Regions from separate parts of the Anas platyrhynchos genome. Here region 2 is linked to region 1. A link is a contact called in public Hi-C data. All regions are on one chromosome and are shown on one strand. The core of a region is the stretch at or near the end of the contact, and the rest is flanking DNA. Distances in the headings are between cores, read along the strand shown.

Region 1 (6,728 bases), core at 3,086-5,585:
TTAATCCTGAACTTGCACGATTCCTGTAATTTCCATAAAGCGTGCAATCTCAAGGATTGGATGTGATCTGTCAGGGCAGATAATATGCAGATACCTGCTGCAGGAAACAGATGGATGCCAGCCGCCTCTCTTTCTAAAGGATAATCCCTATCATTGAGTGGAGCACATTAACATGCTTTCACTTCATCCGACCAAAAAGCTCCCTATCAGCGTGTACTTACACAGAGGAGAAAGTTCAGTTGAGAGAGTGCCCTCTGGATTTGCCTGCCAGCATCTTCCAAGTATTTGCAGTTCTGTCATCCTTGGATTTGCAGACTGAGCAGCACTGAGCACTTTAGCTTAGACCAGCAAGCTATGCTTTGCTTGAGCATCAGTCAAAGCAACTCAATTGACTTTAAGATGTTGGTGATGTGTTTCTCTGTGCACAGGCTAGAGCTCAACAGACAGGCTGAAACCTAAGCAAGCAGAACATTAGTTTTAGAGATACAGGTCCATCATATCCAGGAATCCCTTCAATACTCATTTCTCCCCTTTCCTGTGTCTCACATTCTAGAGAGGTTGCAGAGGACAGTTAAAGAAGCCATTTCAGTTCTCCAGCAGCCCCTTGGAAGCCTACCTTTGTAAGGATGATTATAAAAATAGCTTCACATAAACACTGAAGAGTGCTTACAAGCAGAAAGTCAGTTTATGTTTAAATGATACCATCTCACCAAGCTGCGCTGCAATGGGCATCATTGTTGCACAGCAAGTACCTGACCTCAGTTCATAAAGTAAGTATTTGTAGCAAGCATCTTTGAAATCTCATGGTTATTTTTTTTTCTTTTCAGCTAAATACATGGAAGGCTCTGTGAATCTGACATTTCATTCTAGGCGTTAAACATTTTGAGGAGACTTCAAGATTTAACTGAAAGTCATTAAGCCGGTGCCTTTTATCCCGAGTGTCTCTATGTCAGCTACAAAATAAATTGTGGTTTTGAAAGTTCGTGGCAAAAAATAATCCTAAAAATGTACTGAGTTTTATGATAAATTTATATTGCTGACATGTTGCAATCTTTCTCCTACTCACACCGACTTAAGGGAGATAAGCCTACCGAAATCGATGGCTTTATTGTTATTATTACGGTTATCTGCATAGTTTAGATTTGGTACAACATATCCTCCAATATTGTTTTGCAAATTAAAGCCTAATCCTATTCCTTTGAGGCTGGTTAGCAGAAGCCTACTGGTTTCAATGGGAGGACAATTCCTTCTTGTGAATAAGGAAAAGCATTTACATAAAATAACAATGTCAGAAATGAAGAATTCCCTAGTGGTGTCTGCAAACTCGGAGAGCTGAAATTCTCACCAAATGTTTATTTCAGAAACAATGAAACACTGCATTTTTTACAGTGACATGAACAACTAGAATGATACAAATTACCTAAAAAAGCCATTATTTAAGATTTTCTACATCCAGTCTGACATTGCCTTGCTTATCTTCTCTGATTTTTACTTCTTGGCATTCTTATACATGTTGTGAAGGACACTGGTTAAATATTTGCTCTAGTGATTCTTATTCCCGTAACGACAAGTATAATGCTGATTGCAAAGCTGACAATATGCTGAAAATGAAATATTTCCACATATTAGTGATACGCTTTCTCTATTTGTCATTATTTTCCATTCCCATTGCTCTTGCATATGAGCACAGAAAGCTTCTTATGCCCAGTTTTTATTCATACATTTAATTTGCTTAATGCCCTCTGGCTTCACATTTAAGAGCGTGGAAATTTGAAAGGAACAGTATTATTTCTAATGCTGCATAGTACCTGTGCTTATTCCATTATAAAATTGGTATTTTTCATTTTGGAGCTTCTGGTATTTCATTATGCCTTGTATCTGTCCAATCGCAATATATAGCAATGATTCATGACATATTTCCTTACGGAACTGGTGGTGTACGCTTCCAAGCAGTTAAAAGAGAATACTCTCGGGAATATTAACAACGCTTGTGAGCATAGCATAATGAAACCTGTTTTCGTCAATGGGATTGCTTTTCAGCTGTTCGAGAGCTGTAAGGGACCTGGGTGCAGGCTCTACCATGTTCAGCCCAAGAGAGCTTCCAGGCAGCGAGAGACAAACCTAGCTGGAGACTGTCCCCTGCTGCCTCTGGGTGGATGGAGCCGTTCCTGAGCTGCTCATGGAGCCAGGGCGCAGTCAGCTGGCTCAGGTCCTGGTGCAGGATGTGGCCTGCTCCGAGCTAGGCTGGGAGCAGGGCTTGCACTGGGCGTGCAAAACCACCAGGCGTTTGTTACAGTCATCTGGACAGACTGCTGCAGCCTTAGCACTCAGTGAGATCAAGTCAAATTTAACCTGTTTAAGTGAAGTTGGGTTGAGGTGAACACGTGCCAGGACAATTCTTCACTTCTGCCAGCAGACAAGGGCACCATTCTGTTGCCAGCCCTCCTAGCTCCCTCCTACTTCTTGGTGCTGCTCCATCCCTCGCCCATTCCCCTGCCAACCCCTCCTTGCAGCAGTGCTGCCCTCTGTTCCTTCATGCAGAGGTTTCGTGGGGCAATCCCCCGGTTCAAGAAGTGCTATGTAAGTGGGTTTCAGACTGGGGGTGCAGAAGGCAGCCGGTGCAGGAGCAGACCTCCTTCTCTCTCAGGCACTGCTCTATCCTGTGCCAGCTGGCAAGAATGCAGTAGCACTTCAGAGCACTAAAATAAAATGAAAAATATGAAAGCTACTGATGTAGTTTTATTTCTAACAAAGAGAAGGCCACAGACGTGTCATCCTTTCCACTACTAAAGCAAAGGGAGAGACTACAGGAGGACACAGCTCTCTCTTTTTGTACAGTAACAGAGAATGAGGCTTCCCTTCCCCTTTCTGCTTCGCTAGCCAGTAGGTGATGCAGTCTGTGAGATGCTACATTTCAAGCTCCAGGGCTTAAGCCAATATCTGGCTCTCAACAATCAAGAAACCTAGTGTGGGAGGCATTACTTCCCTCTGGCCACTACAGGATTCTTTCTTCCTTCCTCAAAATGTGCAGCGTGGTGCTGACTCCTGTCAGGAACAGGATATTGCAGCAGGCAGACTTGCCTTGAGCCAGTCAGGCTCATCTGCTGATCATAAAATGTAGGTGCAGAGACAGCAATTACCAAGAAACTTGTGTTTTCAAGTTATCAAGTCATAAGGGCTAAGGCTGCATGCGGCCTCAGGAAAGTACGTTCCTGGTCATCACCAGCCCAGTGAGCTAGAGGAGCCCAGCAAGTCCTCACCAAAGCCAGTGTCTGGATATCATCCCATCACCTTGACACTCCTTGGTTAGTTTCCTCTGACAAACCTAAATGTTATGCCTCAACATCAGTGCAACCACGAGGCCTAGCCTGGGATTTCATAGGGTCTCCATGTTAGCTTTATGGCTCAACCCCTGATGTAACCTGCACCTAAAGGACAGCCAGAGGGGAGGAGACAGGACCAGGGGGCTCATGTCAAGGCCTTTGAGTCCGCCCAGCAAACGGGACACACTGGAAAACACCAAAATGATCACACTGTACACAAATTCCCCACTCCTCCAACAGAGGCCATCCACCTTCACGGCCGCGGGCTTGAGGGCTGCTGTTCTGAAGGAAACATCTGACTCATCCCAACCTTGGCACCGCTTTATACGCCTGCGTTGGTTTAAGTTTTCAAGGACTCTTTGCAGAAGAAACCACCGGCTTACTCCAAATTTACAAAAAGTGTAAAAATGACACTTTTATTTGCATTTCAAGGTTCCCAAAAGCAGAGGTGAGGGCCCCGCCAGCTCTCACCCTTGGCACTGCGCTGCCTGGACGTGAAGCAGAGCGGGGCTTGGACCCAGGCAGGTTTTTTGCAGGAGAACAGCTTTGGGAGCGGGCTGGCAGCGCCCGTCCCTGCCAAAGCCAGGCAGGGGCTGGGTGTGCCCGTGTTTTGTCGGCGAGCTCCATGACATGGAAATGGAAACCCTACAGGAAGCCCTCGCCCGTTGGGCTACCGGGGAAAACTAAAAGTCCTGGAAAAAAAAATAAAAAAAAAGAAAAAGAGAACCATCAAATCACACTTTCCAGACCTAAATTGGGTCCAGCTTCCCCCGGGCACCCTGCCGCAGGTGCCCGCGCCCCACAGCGGGGCCGCTGCCCCCCTCCTGGGGGCTTCGCCCTGCGGGCCGAGGCCTCGCCGAGGAGCTCTGGGGGCGATGGGGCTGAAGCGAGCCGGGCTACGCCGAGCCGAGCCGGGGCGGAGGGGCCGCCCCCGGGGCCGGCAGGGAAAGGGGAGGGGAGCTCGGGGCGCCCCCGCCTCCCGGCCCGCCCCGCCGCGCCCCATGGTGCCGGCGCGGGGCTGAGGCAGAGGCTGCGGGGCCGGCGGGGCGCTCAGAGCCGCGCCCGCCGCCGCCGGGCATGGAGGGTGCCGAGGCGGCCGCCCCCGGCAGCAGCAGCCCCGCACAGCCCCGCTGCTCCTCCTGCGGCTCCGGGCCCGGAGGGGGCGAGGCTGCGGCTGCGGCTGGGGCTGGGGCTGGGGCTGGGGCTGCAGCGGCCATGGAGGAGCCGCTGGTGGGGGAGGCTCCGGCTCCGTCGCCGGGGCCGAGGAAGCAGCAGGGGGTGAAGCGGCATCACCACAAGCACAACCTGAAGCATCGCTACGAGCTGCAGGAGACCTTGGGCAAAGGCACCTACGGCAAAGTCAAGCGGGCCATCGAGCGGTTTTCGGGCAGAGTGGTAAGGAAGGGGGACGGGGGGGTGTTTTTTGGGGGTCCCCGTGGGGACGGGGCTTCGCCCGCGGGGCAGAAGCTGCCGCATTTTGGGTGCCGGGGTGGTGCTGGAGTAAGGCATCAGGGCATTTAAATTGATGTGTTGTTATTGGAAAAAAAAAATCAGGGTGGCTTGCTGCTCGTGTTTGGCTCTTACACGCGTCCCTCCCGTGCACGGTGATTCCTTTCCCAAGTGGAAATCCGCGAAACCTGTCACGCTCCCGGCTGGCCGGAGCAGCTCACAGTCCTGTCAGGATGGCAAGCATCGGCCAGAGCCGCCCTCATGCAGTCCTGCTGTAGTGACCCAAACTTTGCTGACACCTAAAAAAACCACCACGGGGACTGCAACCCCAGCCCCGTTGGTTTTTACGACCCGTCTCACTGCTGGGTTGTGCCGGCTGGCTCGAGGCTTGAAGCTGTCCTGCAGTAACTCAGCTGCAGCGTTTCCTAGCACGAAAATGCGATTGAAGAAACGCACACGTTAGCCAGGGTTATTGGCATTTTCCCTCCGCTGAAACATGTAAGTAAGCGCCCTCGGAGGACAAGCGAATGGGAGGCAGGCGTCGTGTTAAGGGCTGCCCAGAGAAATAGACGCTTCTCCAAAGAGGTCCTCGCATGGCTTTTCATATGAAGGAGACTAATTGAGTTTTCACTAGACTTCATCTAAAACCGAGGCATTTCCCTAGTGACATTACAGGTTTTGTCTCATTTGTCTCTCTGTTTCGCTTGTCTGGGAGCTCAACACGCACCGAGAGGCAGAGGCAACTGTAAAACAGCAAAAGGAATTGCAGATGCAGCGGCTTTAATAAGAGACATTTACTTTGCAACCAAATATCTTTGTGTCGACAGTGAAAATGAGGTTTCAGCCAAGCTGTGGAGTCATATCATGTATGCTTTCAGTTTATTAGCTCATTTGGAGGCTGGCTAAAGAGAAACCAGAGATGGACATCTCTGCACATGCTCACTCCAAGTATATGATTTTTAAAGTTTGCTGCCTTGGCTGTTTTACAGCGTCAGGCTAACAAAAGCTCCAGGGCTATATTATTTACTATTATTCTGTAAGCAGATAATTTATGAGTTTCATTACGTGATACAGTAAATAAGAGAATACATCCAAAAATCATTTTAAAAGGCTCGATCAATTAAAAAATATTGACTGTATTGTAAATGGGATTTGGTTTTGTGAAGGGTCCTTGCTGAGGAAAGGATGTAGCATGGATGCGTGTCTAAGTAACAGCGCACCTGTGGTCTTCTTGTCCTTTGCTATTCTCAAGCTCTTCAGCTCTATAGCTAAAGGTACTTCAGTGATATGGTCTGAACTGAATTTATATGGCTAATGCCATCTCGAAATGGAGAGAGTGGAAATCAAAATACCGCTGTGATCTTAGATGCCATAAAAACGTTACACTTGCTCTATCAGCTGGTATGTAGAAGCTAAACAAATCCTCGCAGGGGTGTTAGTTTTATACTACAGTAATATAACCCTTGGCGTGTGGCACTTCATAATTATTAACTAGTCTACAGGCAAGTTGTGGCGCAACGTGTCTGTTTGAACTTTAACATCTGCGAGTGTATGTAAAATATCCACATTTTGTCTGTTTACAGAATAAAAGCTAGTTGTTGGGAATCCAGCCAGACCTAAGGGAGCAGAAAACGCTTCTTGCTTTCTGACGGTTTTCCTGTCTGGCTGTTGCGCTGAGCACTGGTGGCTCTCGGAGGATGAGACAGAAGCGCTGGCAGGATGACTGCTCAGAGAGGCGCAGAGCTTCCCTTCGTTTTTTTCTCTCCTTTTCTTCCCATTCCTCTCCTGTGATCTTATTAGTGGGCAGCACGAGCGAGCAGGTTGGCCTGGCTGTGGCCGTGTGTCCAGCAGGGGATGCAGGAGAGAGCGCTGCAGCCGACACCGCTCCCAGCACCGCTTCCACTGCAAGCTGTCTGACAACCAGCGGCCAGGTAGCTGCAGTCCCAAGGTCGCTGC
Region 2 (6,728 bases), core at 2,502-5,001, 240 kb after region 1:
GAAAATCAGAGGGACTGGAGGGCATGAAGGCAAGATCTCCTGCTGTGAACATCACCCATCTCTCTGCCAAGCAGCACTGCTTTAGTTATTTCGATCTCTCCCTTAGCATCAGGCCTGGCTCTCTACAAGTCTGGAATTAACAAGCGACGCCATGGGGTATCTTCTGCTCTTGGCAACTCCCTTGCCTATGCATAAAGTTGAGCTGGGTTTTGCCACAAGCTGAAAGCCTCCCTCTTTCAGAGCTGAAATTTGGCATTCATTCATGAACTTTAGTGTAAAGCTGACATACTCATATAAACTTAGATATATATTTCACCAATTTCAAACCAAGCCTGAGGTTGTTTGGATAAAACTTTTTAAAATAAAGTTTAATTTTTTTCCTCACCCTCTCGCACCTTATCTTGTCCTTCAAGTAGTTATTGTCAGCCTGTAGAATATTAGCCTGGCTTGTTTACCCAAGGTTGCTTCCAATTTTCACATTAAGCAAGAGCAATGTTGCCGAGGACTTGAGCCAAACCTAGTGAAATCCATAAAAGAAAGCTGCATCAATTTTAATGGGCTTTGCAACAGGTCTCAAACATTTCAAGAGTAGAAGCACTCCGTTCCTGCAACCACAGCATTGGCAGAAGCAGGACAGCACATTGGCCAAATGGCAGGAAGATAATAGGGACCTAAAAAGCAGGGTATGACCAGTAGATCTCAGCAGGAATCCCTAACTCCAGTAGTTAAAGCTGAGCTACTGCTGCAGTGTACAGCCTGTCAGCAGAGGAATTATCACTGTCATGACACTAGACCTATTATCTCGGAGAGATTTTAAAGACAGAGTGGAGTAGCTTACATGGGATGGGCTCAGTCACTAGGCACAGAGCCTTTACTACAACAACTACAACTACAACTTTACTACAACAGTCTTGTTCCTCAAGACTGTTGAGGAACAAATGCATTTAATTTCCATACTTCTTTACTGGAGGAAAAAAACAAACAAACAAACAAAAAAAAACATAACGTTTTAAGTCTAGGAATTGAGTCTTTGGTGATATCATAGGCTAGCAGAAGGGAAAGACCTTCTTAATCCTTCTTCCCCATTGTCCCTCTGAAGTAGAAGACTTTCCTTCATTAGGGAGAGACATGGGAGACAGCCACTACTCATGTGCCAGGCACAAGAAAAGCTCAAAGCAAGTTTTTCAGCTTATTGGAACAACTCCTGTGTCCGTTCCATTCCCTCCTTCCCTCCTCCTCCTGTCCCCCCCCCCCCCCCCCCCCCCAAAAAAAAAAAAAATAAAATAAACACCTATGGAGGTATGGAGGCACATACTCAAATGAGACTGAGTATCTCCTGCACTCTATATCATCCTCCACAAGATAAACCTGACCACTTTTGTGTATGGCAAACACAGCCCCAGGTCATCTCCTGCTGTACTCAGGTGCCTCTGTCATCATCCCAGCCGTTCCAATGAGACTGCTTGCATGTGAAACAGGTCTTAGGGTGTCTACTTTTCAGCAAACAATAAATCATTTTTTTCTGCTGGTCTTGGCCTTTAATAAAGGTTACCACATTCCACCTACTCTTCTTCAGAAAAAGGTCTTGTTTATTCATCTGCTGGGTAATATTGTCATCCTGCACAGGTATGTGCACTCAAAGGTATTTAAACATCCTCCAACACATCTCTGGGCAACACAGCTACCATCTGTTATTCTCTCTTTCTCGGGCCAGCACAGTAAATGATAAATGAATCTGTATATTCCTCTTCCAGGTTTGTTTTGTTGTGCTTCTGGGTTTCTTGATGCATTGAAAATGCACTTTAGGCCAAGTCCTGCACAGCATGAAAAGTGATGGAATGATGTGAATAACTGCAGTTCTTTAAAGTGCCCTAGGATGTGTAGCACTTTGCATGCATAAGTCACTCCTAAGAGCAACCAGAATAAAACCTGTGACTGGCAGTGCAGGATTCTGAAATGTAACTGAAGTGGTCGGGAAGGCTTTGCAGTGACACAGCTCTTCATGCACTGAAATGCATGCGCTGAAGCTCCATAAGCCTGGTCATCCATTCCCTTTGATAGTTTTAAAATAGACCAAGACAAATGAAAGGTTTAATCTGTGCTGATGCAGAAAGAATCATTTTCTGGAATTCTTTGCTATTGCTGTGGAAGTATCACCCCAAGTATTTATGTTCATTCTTTTTCTGTTTCAGAGTGTGGAATTCTCCTGCTGGCATATTTATTTTTCCTAATACCACTAAATACATACTGAAAACTGACTGAAATAGCCTGGCTTCTTTAAGAGATTAGATGTCAGAGGTGATGGGAAGCATTTGAAGGAGGAACAACCCTTCAGATACCAAGGAGAGCTGAGTGGGTCAAGGAATCATGGCTGTCATTTTCCTGCTTCAAGATGCCACTTCAAATCTAGCCCAAATGAAGAATGAGCCTTAAGTACCTGCCCACGAGAAATGAACCAGCAACATGTGTTAGTTAATTATGGAGACATGTAAATAGCACAAAGCACATGATGCTTTACAATGAGTTTGTAACCTTTTAATCTTCCAGCAGGCAAAAATGGGTCTGCAGCACAGACACAATGGTCACAAGTTTTCTGGGTGCTCTGCTACCTTGCTGCTGTCCTGCTAATTGAACCCGCTTGTTCTGACATGCCAGTATGTTTCCTAATAAAGTGTTACTATAAGGTGAGACAGAACAATGAAAATGGTAGTTCCCATCCAAAACACTATAGCCCGACTCATCACTTGTTGTATCCTATGACTGCAAAGCCCCCCAAAAAAGGAAGGCAGCACTTTGGAATAGGACTCATTTCTAAATAGTGCTTGGATCCACGCACAACAGAAGGACAACGGCCTTATTTTTATCCCTTTCCCATCGTCAGAAGGCTCATATTTCAGCAAGTATAATTAGTGCAGAGATTTCAGAGCTGAAAAAGCCAGGGAAATGTCAGCACAGAAGGCCCCACAAGCTAAAGGGGAGACACCATGCAAACATCAACTGGACAAAGGTAGGAAAAAAACAGCACCCCACCAGTGAGATATGCAGGGCTGCTACACAGGACAGGGCACAAGCCAGGTGTCAAGGACTGCCCTACACAGGTGGGCACTCATCAAGGGTTGCAGCCTCACAGGGCTGGGTATGGAGACCAAGGCAGGTAATGGGCTGCTTTGATAGCACAGCAAGGGACAAGCCAGTACCAGGAGCCAACCCGGACCAGACATGCCAGGGCCACAGTACAGCACTGAGAAGGTCCATCCTGTAGCCTAGAGACAGGGCTAGAGGCAAACCCACCAACAACCCAGCTCAAGGACAAGCCACAAACCTGGGGCATGCTGAAATAGGCCCATGGAGTGGGTGAGGTTTCAGATTAAACCAGTCAGGGCTGTTAAGGCCCACTAGGGCCTTCAGGGTATCCCTCATGTCTTTTTTGCTTCTTTTTTTGTTATTGCTAGTGACTGTGGTGTATAACTGGGCCCTGGTACAGGTCTGAGCAATGGGCTATGCAACAGTAATGCAGTTTCACAGCCCTCCAGGCTGACCACCCTCTGAAGTAGAGGGGCTGCTTCAAAGGGACCCATCCTGCACTAGGAGACAGCTCTTGCTTTTCTCTCTGCAGAAAAATGGCATCTCTCCCTGACATTTCAACCCCTGGAGGAGAGGGAAACGTGGACTGTAAAGGAAACATTGACTGTACACTGAACATACTTCACCGTCCCCTTGGGAATAGTAACTTTGCCAGTTCACAGCATGTGGGATCAGCAGCTGGCTACAATCAGGTCCAGCTCAGACTCATCCCCAACTAACCACATGGTCTCAAATACTTTTGTTAGCCAGACTTTTAAGTAACACTCCTTTTTGTTAAGATACCTCCGTTCAGGGCCTTAATTAGAAGCAACAGATCGTGTTGATTTCAATGGCCCAGACCTCAGCTGAGCTCAATTACACTTGCAGGTGACCTGCACCTCTGATGGTCAGGCCTAAGTGCCTCATATTAGACGTTGAAATTAGTACACTGCACTGCTTGCAGAACTAGTAGTTTTAAATCTTATGATGAAAAGTGTATGTTGTAATGAATTCTAATTTTCTCATGTTATGGGTGAGCCTTGAATAAATATACATATATATATATATGACCTTCACAAATCAGTTAACTTTGTTAATTTTACATTTCACCTCCCTTGCACACAGACTCAAAGTTTTCCATTTTAACTACAGATTTTTTATCACATTAAATACTCTCTCTCATTTTTTTTTTTTTTTTTTATTTTTTTTTTTCTCCTGAATTTTACCATTCCTTAGCTGCAAGGAGAAGATCGAGGCTCTATATGATCACTTTTCCTCTGTGAGCAACCCCATTGCCCCCTGTCCAAGCAGAACCAGAGATCTGCAGGAGCTGTGTCCAGCAGCAGGAAAGCGAACCCACCACTGCTGGAGCAAGTCTGCTCTCTGCTGGGGAATCCTACATAGGTGCATGCTGATGCCTTTCTAAGTGAGGGTTTTTTGCAGCATGAAGCTTCACTTGCCCATGTCTGGTTCCCTTTGCCCATCCAGAAAGCTGCTCTACCACTTTAATCAGTCAAGCCATCAGCCTGTAAATCCTCTGCTCCATATACCTGAAATGTGTCCACTGTAGAAACAGTCCAGGATTTTCCTGGCAATAGTAGATGTCAAAGGAAGAAGTTTCAAATATCCTGAGGTGACTGTTGCTGAATTCATTTTTTCCATAATGTCTGTCCCACATCCCTTCCCTGGCACCTGTACCTAAAATCCTACTGCAAATCTATAGTCCCCTTTTACAAACTCAGATGGCCACGGTATGCCCATGATTTTCCCATTTTCACTCACAGACCATGAACTCAGCCATGTATTTTGAACCTCCTGATGCTCTCCCGTGTTTCTTTGCTGTGTTTCTCTGTCCATGTGCTCTCTGCATCCTCACATGATGCTTTTCCCTCACACCACAATACCTTTCCTACTGGGGCTTCTCTGGAGAGGAGATAACAACCTTTGTCTCTCCGACGTTCACTTTGTGCCACCTGCTGGCCCCAAGTCTTCGGTCTTCAGAGAACACCACAAGATCATTCCCTTCAACGTACCTCAGGAAAGGAAAAAAAGAAACCTTTCCAGAAAGTAATGGCCTTGCCAAGGCTGGTCACCATGGGTGACTTCATGAAAAGGCTTTGATTCCTACTGCTCAGCTGGCATTTAATACGCCATGGTCACATGCTGGAGTCTGATGAGTCTGATAACAAGCACAGAGCATGGAAGCATGCTGGGATCTCTTCTACTTTTGCCATCTCTGTGAACGGCTTTTCCTGTCCAAGGCTGCAGCTGCCTGCAATAGTGAAGTTAAGGCCCTGGAGAGAAAACTGCTGCTGTGCCCTGGGGAAGCCCAGCCACATCCCTGTGTTCAAGTCCCCAGCCCAGCAAGAGCTGGTTGCTCCCTTGTAGCAGTACAAGTTTATCAGCTAGAGGGTGTGAATGCAAGAATAAAATCATCTGATGCTAAAACAAGGACCTAGCAGATCCATGGTCAGACATACGGGACACCAAAATACCTCTTACTTACCTCTGTCATTGATCCTTTTTGCAGTCACAAAGGGGAATGAACAAGCCTTTTGCCCAGATTAAACCTTACTTTCTCAGCAAAGCTTGATCACAACATTCACACATTTTCTTGGGCAAAACAAGGTTAAATCTGGATTTTTGTGACACTGGAGGTTTTGGGCTTGTTTGTTTTTGTTTGTTTGTTTGTTTGTTTTCTCAGGCTGGGCCTCCACACAGCCTGGTCTGAACAGTTTGGGAGCAGTGACAAGTAGAGTGACTTGACTCACTTGCCCATAGAGTCAGAAGAGATTGATCTGCTCAGACACATATGTCACCAGGAAGTGCATCCACTATGGGGAAAAGAGACAGTCTCAAATGAGATCAAAATAGCTTTTTATTCAGTCATATCTCACCGTGTGAAAAACTCACTCCAGGTCCTTGCAAAGCTTGGAATTTTGCTAAAAAACATCAAAACATGCAAGTGTGCTGGTGCCAGGGCTTTCTGCACAGGTGCACTGGCAGCTGTTCAACCCAGAAAGTGGGCATGGTTGGTATTAACTCTGGCAAATTAAGAGATGAACTCTGAGTCAAAAAAAAACATTGCCTGCAACATGCAGAGCTGTGGGTCAGCTTGCATGGTTCTCTGGGCCTGCTGCTCTGTTCTCAGCTGGGCTATGAACTTGGTGGGGGAATTCTTGAAAGGATTCCTACAGTTGCATTTGGGCAGGGAATGAAATCAGGGATTATTTATTCTTCCTCAAAGAAAAAAAAAATATTTCCAAACTATTACTGGAAACAGTCACAGGTTCTGAGGCTTTTAACGAGGGAAAAAAATATCTGTTTTGCTAACATGAGTAATGTTTTTCAGTGTTTCTCAGCATTCATAATGAAGCCAAGCTACTGATTCTTTCTCCATCTAGAAAAGAGTAATTTTCTCTGAAGAAGTGCAGGGAACAGCATTTCAACAAACAGCAATTAATCAACGTCACTGGAGCATGCTCTTGCTTTTCTGCTCACCTCCAAAATCCCTCTCCTTCACCTTCTTTCATCACTACATTCCTGTTCTCCAGCTGATGCACAACGCCTTGGGGCTGCATTTCTTGGGCATGGTCACAGACAAAAAGAGGAGGCAGTAAGGAAGGAGAGGGCTGAGACAGAACTCAGGCCCTTGCTAGAACCCC

What was found. Hi-C and Micro-C count contacts between places; a contact is called where the count stands out from the background.
Region 2: a contact with region 1 is called in a Hi-C map of subcutaneous adipose tissue, with 4 times the contacts expected there. The contact joins the enhancer-like site here to the promoter of NUAK1 in region 1. A contact is called at or near these places in 5 of 8 Hi-C or Micro-C datasets (F1 follicle, liver, skeletal muscle and 1 more).

Annotation. Positions count from the first base shown.
Region 1 is chr1:57,213,793-57,220,520 of IASCAAS_PekinDuck_T2T, forward strand. NUAK1 (NUAK family kinase 1) reads left to right here and starts at 4,336. Exons shown (of 7, transcript XM_027449656.3): 1 at 4,336-4,718. The coding sequence starts at 4,401.
Region 2 is chr1:57,451,615-57,458,342 of IASCAAS_PekinDuck_T2T, forward strand. The region is part of intron 5 of C1H12orf75 (chromosome 1 C12orf75 homolog); the gene reads right to left. LOC119713296 (a long non-coding RNA gene) reads left to right here and starts at 524. Exons shown (of 2, transcript XR_005260393.2): 1 at 524-3,007; 2 at 3,617-4,133. Within about 2 kb of position 3,752, at least 3 of the 8 cell types and tissues checked have an H3K27ac peak or open chromatin away from gene starts, as enhancers often do. A contact at or near this core is called in subcutaneous adipose tissue, where this site is marked.